Linked DNA regions of Mus musculus: region 1 is linked to region 2. A link is a contact called in public HiChIP or PLAC-seq data. All regions are on one chromosome and are shown on one strand. Each heading gives the region's core, a stretch centred on a gene start, on an enhancer-like site or on the middle of the called end of the contact. The rest is flanking DNA. Distances are from core to core; before and after follow the strand shown.

Region 1 (6,318 bases), core at 1,965-4,464, 100 kb before region 2:
ATATCGAGCACTCCTAAAACCACAATTCTCTAGCAGTATAGTCCAGCCCAGGCTGGGGCACTATAAAGGCCTGGGTTTTCCACTATCTCATGGGTGCTTCCTCTCTCGGGCCAGAGAGATACACAAGGCTGTCACCACGCCGGAGCACCAGCAATGAAAACCAAAGAAGTGTGTCTATGTGATAAGCAAGCCCCTGAGAGGAAGCGCCCGCTGCACCACGCTCCTCTGCGCTCCGGAGACATGAAGTACTTTCTGAGAAGCCAGCTGCCCAGCTGCCTGGCTCAACAGAGCCTCACTACCCCAACTCAGGGGACGGCTGGAACTCATTAGCATTATGTCAGGAATAATGTGAAATTAAAACTTAAGCTTTGGCTTCAAACACAGAGGAGGACAAAAAGAGAAAGATGCCTCTGCACTGAGCCGCTCAGCTGTGACCTGGGTACCCAGAGTTCAAAGAAAAGAAACTGGTGCTTAGCACTTGGGCCCAGGCAGGACCCCGAGACTGCCAACAGGGCTGAGGATAGAAAGTGGCGTCTGCAGCTTGATCCAGGAGGAAACTATTGTCCAGGATCCAAACTAGGGAGGCCTCCTCTCCTCCATATACCCCGCCCCACTCTCCTGCTGGCTTCCCTGTTGCTGTTCTGATCTACTGAATTCTGCTCTACCCATCACCTTTCATGCCCAGCATCTACCCCATGGTCATGGATTCTGAGACTTGCTGCTGTTGTCACTGTTAAAAACCCACCTTAGGCTTAGAATAGAAGCATAGCCTGCCCCCACCCCGATCCCCCACAGGCTTGCTAGTCCAGCTCCTTAGCCTACGGGGGCAACCTAACTTCACTTTCACAACACTGTTCCCTCATCCTGGAATACCCTTAAGTGTCAGAGCTCAGCAGCAATAGGGATGTCACAGCAGGTACCTTTAAGGATAAAGTCCTGAGCCACCTAAGCCTATCTCAGCCCAGGAAATCTGTCAAGTTTAGTTGGGCCTCCAGAGGCGCTCATGTGATAGGTGGGGACACCCCAGCAGCCCAAAGGCTTACCAAGGCTTTCTCTGTCCCCTAGATCTGGCAGTATATGCACCCTTGCGGTCCCAGGCAGGGTCTTCCTCCTCCCACATGTTCATCCTGGTGGACGAAATACTGATCTCTGAGTCACCCGTGTCTGGATTCTGATTCTGATATCCCGCTGTCTAACTCAGGTGTCAGTAGATTCTGGTGCCCCTCTAAGGCTATGATTGGTACAAACCATCTAACTGTGGCCTCCAGCATGCCTGCTCCGTTGTGAGAGTGGCAGGGATGAGATACCTCAGCGCTTTGTGAAGAGACAGTACCACAGCTGAAGTACTATGCTACCCACAGTCCTTAGCACAGATGCAGAACCTGAGGTCCAAGGCCGAGGGAGGCAGAGATTTGAAGGGAACTGGGTGCCTGGAGACATGGGAAAGGCAAGCTAGGTGATTCCCAGGTCTGGCTAGCTGTTGACATAGTAGGGCCAACTGGAATTCATTCACTCTTTCATGCCCCCAGCCCCTACCCTAGCCAACTGTTCAAGGTTAGATGTCCAAAATACACTGTGAAAAGCAAGCTCAGCATGGCTCTCTTTAGAGCATTTATCACATGACAGAGAAAGGCCTGGAAACCCCTCCAAAATGATCACAGTGGTCAAGTGTGAGTGGTGTCCTTAGGGGTGACGTGTGAGTGGTATCCTTAGGGGTGACCTTTCCCTCGCCATGCTCTACTTTCTTCAAACTTTCTTCTCACTGTCTCCCATTTCATACTACGCTCTGCTGTAAAAAGCTAGTGGTCAGTGAAGCCCTTTATGGATTGTTTGAAGTTGCAATTCTAGACCTGTCTCTTAGTTCAGCACGTAACCCTGGGTTACAGGACGTGCCTATTCTCCTTGTGTCGGTAGGAAGGTCTGAGTCATGTCTGGATGGGACACTCACTCCTATGTGACAGGGGCACGGGGTCTTCCACTAAAGTTTTTCATAAAAACACGAGGACAGCGTGGTGACTTCCAGGAGGAGCTGACGCTTAGGGAAACGATGGGCAAACGGCTTGGGACGGAGCTCCTGGTGCTGGCAGCCGCAGGCCTATACTGGGGACCCGTAAGTTACTCCCTGGATGAACTGAATGAATGAAGGTCATGGATGCCTGGCTCGCAAGGATGAGCTCACTGGGATCCTGTGTCACACATGGCGGCCAGTGATGACAGAGGCATCAGGGAGACAGAGTGGCAGGTTTCATTAAACGGTGATGACAGACGAGGAGGGCAGTGGCTATACCGTAGCCCCGTAGCCCTGGGAAGGGGCAAACGCACCCTCAACACCCATCAACCTCAAACACTGGAGCGCATTCCCGAGGCACCCGGGTGGGGCCTGGGCTAGGCTAAGTTCAAGTCCCAGCTCTGATGTTTACTGGCTCAGGTTTTGAGCATGTCACCTGACCCCTGTCCTGCAGCAGAGGTGACATGGCCCTCCCTGCAGTAGATTTAGTGTAAGGACTAAAACAAGATCAGGGCGGCAGGAGCAGTAAAGGGTGGTCTGCTCCAGGCAGCCAGGACCCATGTGCCCCCTCCCACCATCATCCACTCGGAATGCCCCGTCCCCGTCACCGGGCTACTCCAGCTCATCGCCACCCCTTTCAGATGCTCCTCGATTCCTTAGGCTTCCTAGCTGTGCTCCTCCCTCCATCACAGCCTCACACTCAGCACAGTAACTTCCAGACTCTGTGCTCATTCTTGCTGCTTCAGGAAGAGATTCAGACACGGGGCAGCCTTGGCCTTGACCTGGCAATGGACCAGATGCACTGCAGGTGTTCCCGGACGGCCTGCTGATGGCAACAAACCAGTCCGTCAGGGTGAGCCTTCTTGTCCCATCCCACTGCTGGGGAAGGAGAAGGCTCTTTGCTTTACCACCACAGACACAAACAACAAAGACAGGCCCTAGGCTGAGCATCAGATTGGTTATGGCTGCCTGACCTCATCTTCCAGCCCTGTGCTCAGACTGCCGGCCCCGTTCTCTCTCCTCCAACAACAGCGTCCAGCTGGATAAGGGTGACAGGTAGTAGAGGCAGTAGTGGATGCTGTCAGGGTTGTCCCTTCTGTCATGGTCACAGTGCTAGATGGCGCTCTGGCCTTGGACTCCGCTCCTCTACTGCACGGGTTCTTCTGAGTCAGGACACAGTAGTTAGTCACGTCTGTGAGCCTGCTTCCCTCCCACTATCCGGTCTGGCTTGGCAAAGCTCCTACAACACACTCAGCACCCCTAAAACCAGCAAGGCTTTCAGCGGGGACCTGCAGAATGGTGAGGCCACGATCTTAGGACACACTGGCTAATTGCCACGGCAGCGATCACTGCCGCCGGGAGGACTGAGTCACGGAACACAAACCTGATGACGCAGGTGTAGGCCAGGACTGAGTATTGCTTGTGCCTCTCTGCTCACGCCAGTCATCAGAGACCACCAGGGCACGAGGCTGCCATTTCTCATCAGAAATAGGGCTCATCACACCCAGGAAGAGCTCAGGGCACTGAGGCCACTCTCACCCCGGTCCCCACATAAAACTGTCATAAATGATCTTTCAGAACCCAAACTTATGCCACTCTGACGTTCTATCTTGTGTTGTGGCCACAGCCCTGGGCCTGGGCTTGAGGGCAGCCCTTGCACCATCTCAGAAGCTGCTGAGCTGCCTTGGCCCCTGCCCTGTGAAGCCAAGCCACAAAGGTCAAGCTTGAGGCCAGATACACAGGGTGTGTTTCCCTGCGGTCACCCAGAGGCTTCAGTGACGCGTTTCAATAGCTCTTCAGAGAAGAAACACACACAACCATAAAACCCACCACTTAAAGCATATAATTCGGTGGGTGTCAAGCCTATTCACGCCTGGGCAACCATCACCACAATGGTTTGTAGAACATTTTCACCCAAAGAAACCCTGTGCCACTGGCTGTCACTCACTCCTTGTTTCTCTCTCTCTCTCGAGTCCCCAGAAACTGCAGCAGCCAGACTCTCTGTTCCTGTAGATTGGCCCTTTATTTTCTTTGTTGACATGTAAGTTGAATCACACCGCATGTAGGTTTTATGCCCAGCTTCTTTAGCTTAGCTTCGTGTTTCTAAGACCCCTCTGTGCTGTGTTGTGGTGTATACAGCACCTGAGTCATTTTTAGGGCTTCACACTGTTCTCTGGGGACCTGCAAGGGGTCAGTGGGTAAAGCTGCTTGCGTGCAAGCCACGCAACTTGAGTTCAATTCCTGGAACCCATGCGTAAGTGGAGGAGAGGACCGACTACCAAAAGCCGTTCTCGGACGTCCCCAAGTGCTCTGTGACAGTCATGCTCTCACGACGTCACACACAAATAAATTCATACATCAATAACAACAACACAGAAGTATTCGGTTGTGTGGCGTCCATCTGTCCATCTGCTGGCGGACACCTAGGCTGCTCTTTAGACTTTGGCTATGATCAGGGAGGCCATGAGTATTCACGTATGGTGTGGATATTCATCCTCCCTTCAGTATCTTCCAGAGTGGAATGAAAGTCCACACATATGCCAACCGTATGTTAGCTTGAAGGATTGCAGCTAGTTTTCTAAGGCCAGGGCACCATCACCGTGGGATGGTCCTTGGGTCTCCCCACCTCCCAAGCCCTCGTGTGAGAACCATGGTTTTGGTTACTGCCATTAAGTAGCGCCAAGCCTCTTCTCATTGCCATTTCTGTTTTCCTGGTTAATGACATCAAACATCTTTTTCTCTATGACTGCTCAGAGAAACACCACTCAAGCCTTTGTCCATTAAAAAGCCCACTGTTTGTCTCTTTGTCATTGAGCTATGAGATTCTTTTTTTTCAAAAATTAGATATTTTCTTCATTTACATTTCAAATGCTATCCCGAAAGTCCCCTATACCCTCCCCCACCCAGAGCTATGAGATTATTAATATGGCCCAGGTATGAGCCCCTTCCCGGATCTGTGACTGCAGAGGTGACTGCTTTTGAACTGAACAAAAGCCACATGTGCAGTTCTTACCACACGTGGGGCCATGCTGAAGCCTTTCCAGGCAGAAGCATCTTCCTCCCATGGCTCCACAGGTCACTGCTGTCATTGTCCCCACACTGCAGACAAGCAGCCACAAAGCTGTAACCTGCTCATTTCAGCCATCTAGTCAGTGGCAGAGCAGATCTTGGGGCACAAAGGACAAACAGCCCACCCTGCCAAAACTCCTTCTAGGAAGGAGAGCCTCTTGGGGTTGACATGGTTTCGAGTAGCAGATGACCCCGTAAAGAGGTGTGGCTCTCCCAGCAGGTGTTAGATTCATTAGACTGAGCCCAGTTTGGGGATTTCCTCTCCCCTCTGGCCAATCCTGAGGGATCTGGATTTGATTTTATCCCAAAAGGAGTTAGATTCCTTACAGGCAAGCATGCTCTAATGGGTAAGAAAAGGACTATTCTCTTACAGAGAGTAAAGGCTGTGGCTCAGGATCCATCCCTGCAAACCATGGACAATGATGCTCCAGGCTAATGACATCACAGGGGGCTCAGGCACGTACATCCTGGGAACTGGCCTTGCAGCAGCCAGGGGAACTCTGACTCCAGAGTTCTAACTGGGCATGGATGAACACAGACTCATAGGGACAGGTTCAAATTCTCCACTGTGGGCCTGGAGATCAAAGTTTTATGTAATAAGATAGTTAATGGATGTTCTGGTTATAAAATACAAATAGCAGAAGACTAGTCCAATAGTTGACTAGGTACATTTTATCTCAACTCACATAAGGGACTATAACACTGCTGCGAAAAAGGATGGCATGGTGTACTGTGCAATCCTGGGAGATTTTATTTTTATAACACTACACTTAACAATCCTAATTATTCATAATCTTTTCAACAACCCCAGTGGGAACCTGAGAACCAGGGAGATGTACAACCTCATCCAAGACGAGGGCAAGCTGGGCCTTAAGCTCTCTCTAGCTCTTCTCTGTGGAGTGTCCTGCTGATAGCCTGGCAAGGTTTCGCTCAGTCTAGACACTGAACTCAGCACTCCCTCTTGTAAGGCAGAAATGGGCCCATCTGGCAGTCTCCTCCACCTGACTGGGAGTCCTCTTCTATTGCTCTGAAACATTTCTCATGACAATGCTATTTATATAAAGAAACAGAGTAATCTACTTCTTGTAGTTACTGAGCCCCCTGGGGAAGTGAGGAGCCATCATCTTGCAACCTGTGGTGGCCCACCCACACCCCACAACCTATGCCCAGATGGAGCCTCTTGCTGAAGAAGAGTACCCCAGCCACCACTGGATCCAGTGGACCTTAAGTCCACAGAAGGG
Region 2 (5,886 bases), core at 922-3,421:
CCCCTGCCTGACAGCTTCCTTTGTGACTGTCTCGCTTCCACCAGCACAGGTGTGCATGCAGATGTTCTGCCCAGGGAGATACTGCAGTAACTGGTGAGACCATCAAGGTGAGACAGACATCCTCGATGACAAGGAGGTGTGGCCTGAAGCCAGCTGCGACCAGGTCACGGAGAGTGTAGAGGCTGGTGTTCTAGTGCCATTCTCCAACGGCCAACCTATGCGTTATCCATCTCATCCCTGGCTCACCCCTGCCCAACCCTCCTGGCTGCTGGCAGGGGGCAAAGAGGATAGAGGGATCCCATGTTAGAGGTTCCTGCCTGAGTCAGGTCCTCAGACATAAGGGTCTTGGAACCACCTGTCTTTGTTTCCACTAAAGGGCTCCTAGCCAAAGTGCCTCTGCCCTGCTAGGGGGCAGACACAGATGGCTCAGTGAGGAATAGGTCAGACTCCAACCAGCTTGACCATGAGATCAAGAAGCTCAGAGAGGGAACACTGTTGCTCTCCTGTCGCAGGAAGCACGGCGCTTCACGGTCTCCAAGTCTCCACCTATGCATCCATCCATCAAGTACTAAGCGCTTCTCAGTGCCCAGCACAGCTTTAGGTACTGGAGACAGAGCAGTGACCAAAAAAGTCTCCACCTACGAGTGGGCGGAAGACGGCTAAGCTGCAGCTAGGACAGTCCCAGCTCTGCTCAGAACTCATTAAATCTGAGAATGCTACCTCCCCTTTCTCAGGAAGACACAGGGACGGCCTTAAATAAGCTTGAGCCACTCCAGATCAGGGGAGTACCAACAGCCACTGAGGTGAGGCAGATCCCAGAAGGGGGCTGCTAGAGAAGATTATGATGTCTACAAAACATCACAAAGCTGCGTCCATGAGGAGGAAGTAGATGCACTCAAAGGCAGTGAAGATCAGACACTAATGTGGTGGCCATAGTGACATGGTAGCTTTTGCTGGCTTTGGGGAAGCAGCGGGGGTATACCAGAGGACTTGAAGGCCAAGAGTGGGCTCCGAAGAAAGGGGGGCTGGGAAATGGAAGAAAGGCACCCACTGATTCTTCCCAGACGGTCTGATTAGAAGGAGAGGGCAGGACAGCAAGGCTCTGGGGAGGGGGCGACTTTTACTAAGGTAGAGTCTAGCCTGCTTCTCTAGAGACAAGAATGATGCTGATGATATAGGAGCAGGTGACTGCAGAAAGTCTGTCCTCCAGGTTAGGGGTCCTGTGCACAGGCCCAACAAGACACTCATACCTGGAAGCCAACTGGTTAGGGGCTTGTCCTCATTATTCTGTTGAGAAAACTAAGACCAAGATGGCTGGCTGCCTAAACTCCAAGATGAGTCTCCAATAAGTTCCCTTCTTTGTCTGTCATTCAGTCTTTTCATGAGGAGAGGGGAGTCTGCCCCAAAGCCTGTGCACACAAAAGTGGCGGTCATCACTCCAGATATCAGTCCCCACACTTTTACCCCTTAGATCCCTCAGGACAAAGTGTACTCCCTGAGAGACTTAACTTCTCTCATTTACAAGTTCAACCCCTGGTGATGAGAACCTCTGTGTGACCTTAGACAAGTCCCTTTGTTCCCTGATGCCTCTGTGTGTCACATGAGTAGGCAGGCAACCTCGGTGGCCCGGTAATATCCCCAAACCCCAGCTTCCCCATCCATACAACAGTGGATAAGAAAACACCTGTCCCTGAAAGTGAGCGGAAGAGCAAATAATTTAGGATCACATGCAGCACGCAACGGCATCTGGCAACAGTCTTGTCACTGTCACTAGAGCAGGGCAGGAGGACACTTCTCGCCCTGCCACGGGATGGTCATGATCACCCAAGCCTTCACAGACAAGGCCCACTCTTTCTTTTGCATCCTCTTATTTCCTCTGTCCAAGCAGAAGGTCGGGCACATAGCAGGCAGACGATCAACTTCGGCTAGAAGGAAGACATGACAGCTATGGAGACCCAGCTGCATGCTGCAGGCCACTCAAGTCCTAAGTATCCAAGGCCCATGACAAACCCTGAGGCTCTGGGGAGTGAAGTGACTTCTCTACAGTCACACAGAGCCGGGTCGTCTCTCATCACAAGGAGCTGAACTTGAACAGACGAGCTCTGGACACTAGGGTCCAGAACTGTCTCAGCCCAACTGTCTTCCTACAGAGGAAGGGCACAGAGCCAAGGAATGCATACACCCAACACAACTGGCCACAGCACTGAAGGAGTGCAGCCGTTGGGTGCAGGAGGGGTAGAGAGCTGACCCGGCTGGCCGCCCTGCAGGGGAGCGCATCTCATCCTGAGGCCCAGGGACACCTCTCACCCCTCTCTCATAAGCACTGCAGATCGCCGATGAAGCTGCATGAACAGCTTTTTGAAATGTCACCAAGAACAAAGCTCCCTTTTCTGCCGGCTCTGAGTATTTACAAGCAAGCACAAATCTGTGAGAAAATTCAATTGAACGCAGATGGCAGGAAATTCCTCTAAAATGACAGTGGCCAAATGCAAACCACAAGACATGAAAATAACCCAACACGCTAGACATGAAGAACATATCTTATAGACTTCTCCTCGTGCGATTTGCAATCTGTGATGGATTACCAGGAAGACAGACTGCAGATTTATTGGACTTCTGTAGAACACGGATCCCATTTGCAACAATTAAACCTTCCGTGGTGAGGGACGGGGTCGGAGGGGCGAGCGGGAGATGGTGAAGTGCCGGCATGTGGTGTGAGTCTGATAAGGGATGGTGTCAGCGCTCCAGAGCCAGTGCTGGCCCAGCTCAGGTACAGGCTGGCTGCAGCCGCAGGGGTGAACATGGCAGTCCAGCTCAGCTGACACCCAAGCACATCCTGTCAGAGGCCTCGCTCTGTGTCGAGGGACCAGGGGAAGGGTACACAGGCAGACTTCCTTAGGGGCAGGTATGTGCACCTCCGCTGGTACTCTGGAGGACACTGTGTCTATGGGCAGTCCCTAACAATGCCATGGCCTGAGAGATGCCATGAGGTTTGGGGACCCATGGGCAAGAAAAGCCAGTGATGTGGTTGGTTCCCACACCTCATCAGTAACAGATCATACCGTCTCTGGCCAGATGTGCTCCGGCTCCTTTTCAAGTTCAACTACAGACAGCACTCGCAGGTAGTGAAAGCTGAGTTTAGAGCACACAGGCACACTGCCCTAGGCTAAACGTAGAACCTCGTGCCTTGGGCTGGGAGCTGGAGGACCAGTGACACACTGTCGGCATTAGCAAATATGCTTGAACCCTGCAGGACCCTGAGGTCCACCAGGCAGACAGTGTTCCAGGTGTGTGGGGGTGGATCTGTAGTTGAAGCCAGTGTTGATAGATCAGATATCCCAAACTATGCGATAGGTTAAGTATCTCCCCCACACAGCTAGGCTCCAGTCCCTGTAACGTGCTCTATACATCCTTACTCCTGTCCTTGGAGGAGCACAAGTCTCTTCTAGAAAGGTCAAAGGGGTGGAGTAAGATAGCCATCCATGTGGTACCCTTCCTCTGAAGGCAAAAAAACAACAACGAAAACCCACAAAAACAAACAAACAAACAAGAACCCAGTGTTCCCTGGCTGCGGGCCTAGCTTTAATGGGAATGACACCCCTTCCCTTCTGAGCCTCCTAGAACCCTGACTTCGCTGCTGGACATCACACAATACAGCATACACAACAGGAAGAGCCTAATGGGTAGCCTTCCTGACCCTACTATGCGCCAGCATATGATAAACCAGTCTATCCGGTACCCTCAGCCAGACACCTGATAGCTGAACCTCACACAGAGCCAAGGGATTGCCTGAGGAGCCTGGCCCCAAATCCCTGACCCATAAAATTGATGAACCTTTTAGCAATTTGAGGCCCCTGGGGTTTTTCCAAGGGGGGTCAGTTTGGTTAGACAGGCTACCCATCTTTGCCCCTGTCCTCATTCCTTATGCTTCCTACCAACCTAATCTCTCCTCCTGAGTTCCTAGCTGCTTGCGGTTCCTTTGGCTTTCCTTTACCATGCTAAGCTAAGGGCCTGGTCACACCCACACCTCCTCACTGGGATCCAAAGGCCTGTGTGGCCTTGAACACCCTCCAGCCCCATGCCCTCCTGGGCCCTAAGCTGACCATTGCTCCACGGCGCTCTCTGGCTGTGCGCTGCTGGGCCTGCTGTTCCCTGTCAGTTACCCAAGCTCTGTAAACTCTTACTCATCCTTCATACCCAGGACGTTTGCTGTCCCCTCTTCTCCCCTCACCACCCCACGTTACCGCCATACAATGGGAAGCTGCTGGAGGAGGAGACAGAGGTTCGTGGGGTTTGTCTGGTGTGTGCTAACATGGTACCTGATACAGGATGCAACTGTATCTCACAGTTAGTAAAATAACAAATGTATAAAATAAGAAGGTCAACACAGGTTATGGCCCCAAGTGGTCTTTAAGAAGGACAATATGAAAAGCTGGATTCTGGCAAAGACTTCCCAGTGGCCACCATGGGCTCAAGACCCAAGAAGGAGAAGACAGACAGGACTTCTTGGAAGAGAAGGGCCATGCCAAAGGCCATGTCAGTCTCCTCTAGAGCATGGGTTCTCTGAGATGGGGCTAACCCTGCCCTCCTCTGACTCATCATCATGCCTGCTCCAGCTAGACACTCCTCCTGTGTCCACAGTGCTAAGCCAACAATGGCTGGAGTCAAGCTGACCTCCGCATCTGCCACAGTATCACACTTGCACAGGAAAAGCACCAAGCTCTACACAGGGCCAGCATGATGAGGCCAGTTAGCAGAATGAATGAATAAAGGTCTGAGAGACCAAAGAGTAGTGAACCACGGAGCTGCGCAGGCCTGGACTCTTTACCGCCATCTTGGCTGAGTAGCCCTCTCCTATGCAGGTGCCTCTTCTGTGAAGAGGGGCCATCACAGGACGGGTGTGATTTGTAACTGGCAGGTGTGGACCAATACCTGGCCTGCACTAGTCAGGGAGATATCATGGATGAACCCAGCATCGTTTCTAATGCTGCATACGGGCTTAAGAAGGAAAAGGACCAAGAACGGGAGGAAAGCCTTCCAGAGTCCAGACCAAAAGGAGGGTGGTGGGGGAGGAGAAGAGAATCCCTGGGGCACTCAGAAGCCCCTCGGAGGAGAGCTGTCTGGTGCGAGGGTAGGCTGGCAGCAGGGTAAGGCTGCCTGTCACAGGAGTCAGCTACTGGTGGCCTCTCAGAGTAGAGGACACCAGCCCACAGGCCACTTAATCTCCTTTGACATAATCTTGGGAAACTGGAGCCAGAATTGCCAAAGCACTTGGGTCAGGTCCTGTGATAAACTAGTGACACAGCAAGACTGGAACCTGGGTCTCACTTCCCAGCCATGGTACCACTCCATACAGCTCCCTTGCTGAGCAGACCCAAGGAGACACTTTACCCACCTGCCACGGAGGGCACGCCCCAGCCCCAGTGTCCTATAGCACCAACCCCTCACCATCTGTGCCAGCCTGAGACAAGCTGTGACTGCGCCAAGCATCAGTTTTCTCCTCTGTAAAGTGGAAGTCGTTAGTCCAGCCTCAGAGGGTTTGTGTGAGGATTCATAAGGTGAAGACAGCAAGAACTCAGAGCCAGCCCTTGATGAGGGCCCAGTACAGATTCAGCAGCCGACTTTTGCCAGCCTCAGAGGCGCCTAGGGTGGAGGGATCCAGACCTGCCCTAGCTAAGCAACTGAGAGACACAGAGGCCTCTGCCACTCCCAGCCCCTCTACAGCGGGCAATGTGTCCAAGATCACACAAGTCCTGGCTACTCACATTCTACAGCTATAGGCTTTTCCAGGTCTTCTCTGACTTGGAGAGACATCTCATCAGCACCTGGCAAGATGAACTTGCTTCATCTTCTCTAACCCCTCAGGCACCAAAGCTTTACTACAGC

What was found. HiChIP or PLAC-seq counts read pairs in DNA pulled down with a chosen protein or histone mark.
Region 1: an HNF4G HiChIP or PLAC-seq map of pancreatic cancer cells shows a contact between it and region 2. The contact joins two enhancer-like sites. A contact is called at or near these places in 1 of 15 datasets of contacts at CTCF or cohesin (the NIH/3T3 cell line) and 3 of 115 datasets of contacts at active chromatin or transcription factors (the NIH/3T3 cell line, embryonic fibroblasts and pancreatic cancer cells).

The regions. Positions count from the first base shown.
Region 1 is chr4:107,599,902-107,606,219 of GRCm38.p6, reverse strand. All of the region lies in intron 4 of Glis1 (GLIS family zinc finger 1), which reads right to left. Among named protein-coding and RNA genes, the nearest start is that of 4930552P06Rik, 5.7 kb to the right of the region's middle. Within about 2 kb of position 3,214, at least 48 of the 459 cell types and tissues checked have an H3K27ac peak or open chromatin away from gene starts, as enhancers often do. A contact at or near this core is called in the NIH/3T3 cell line, embryonic fibroblasts and pancreatic cancer cells, where this site is marked.
Region 2 is chr4:107,499,261-107,505,146 of GRCm38.p6, reverse strand. The region is part of intron 2 of Glis1 (GLIS family zinc finger 1); the gene reads right to left. Among named protein-coding and RNA genes, the nearest start is that of Gm46866, 67 kb to the right of the region's middle. Within about 2 kb of position 2,171, at least 48 of the 459 cell types and tissues checked have an H3K27ac peak or open chromatin away from gene starts, as enhancers often do. A contact at or near this core is called in the NIH/3T3 cell line, embryonic fibroblasts and pancreatic cancer cells, where this site is marked.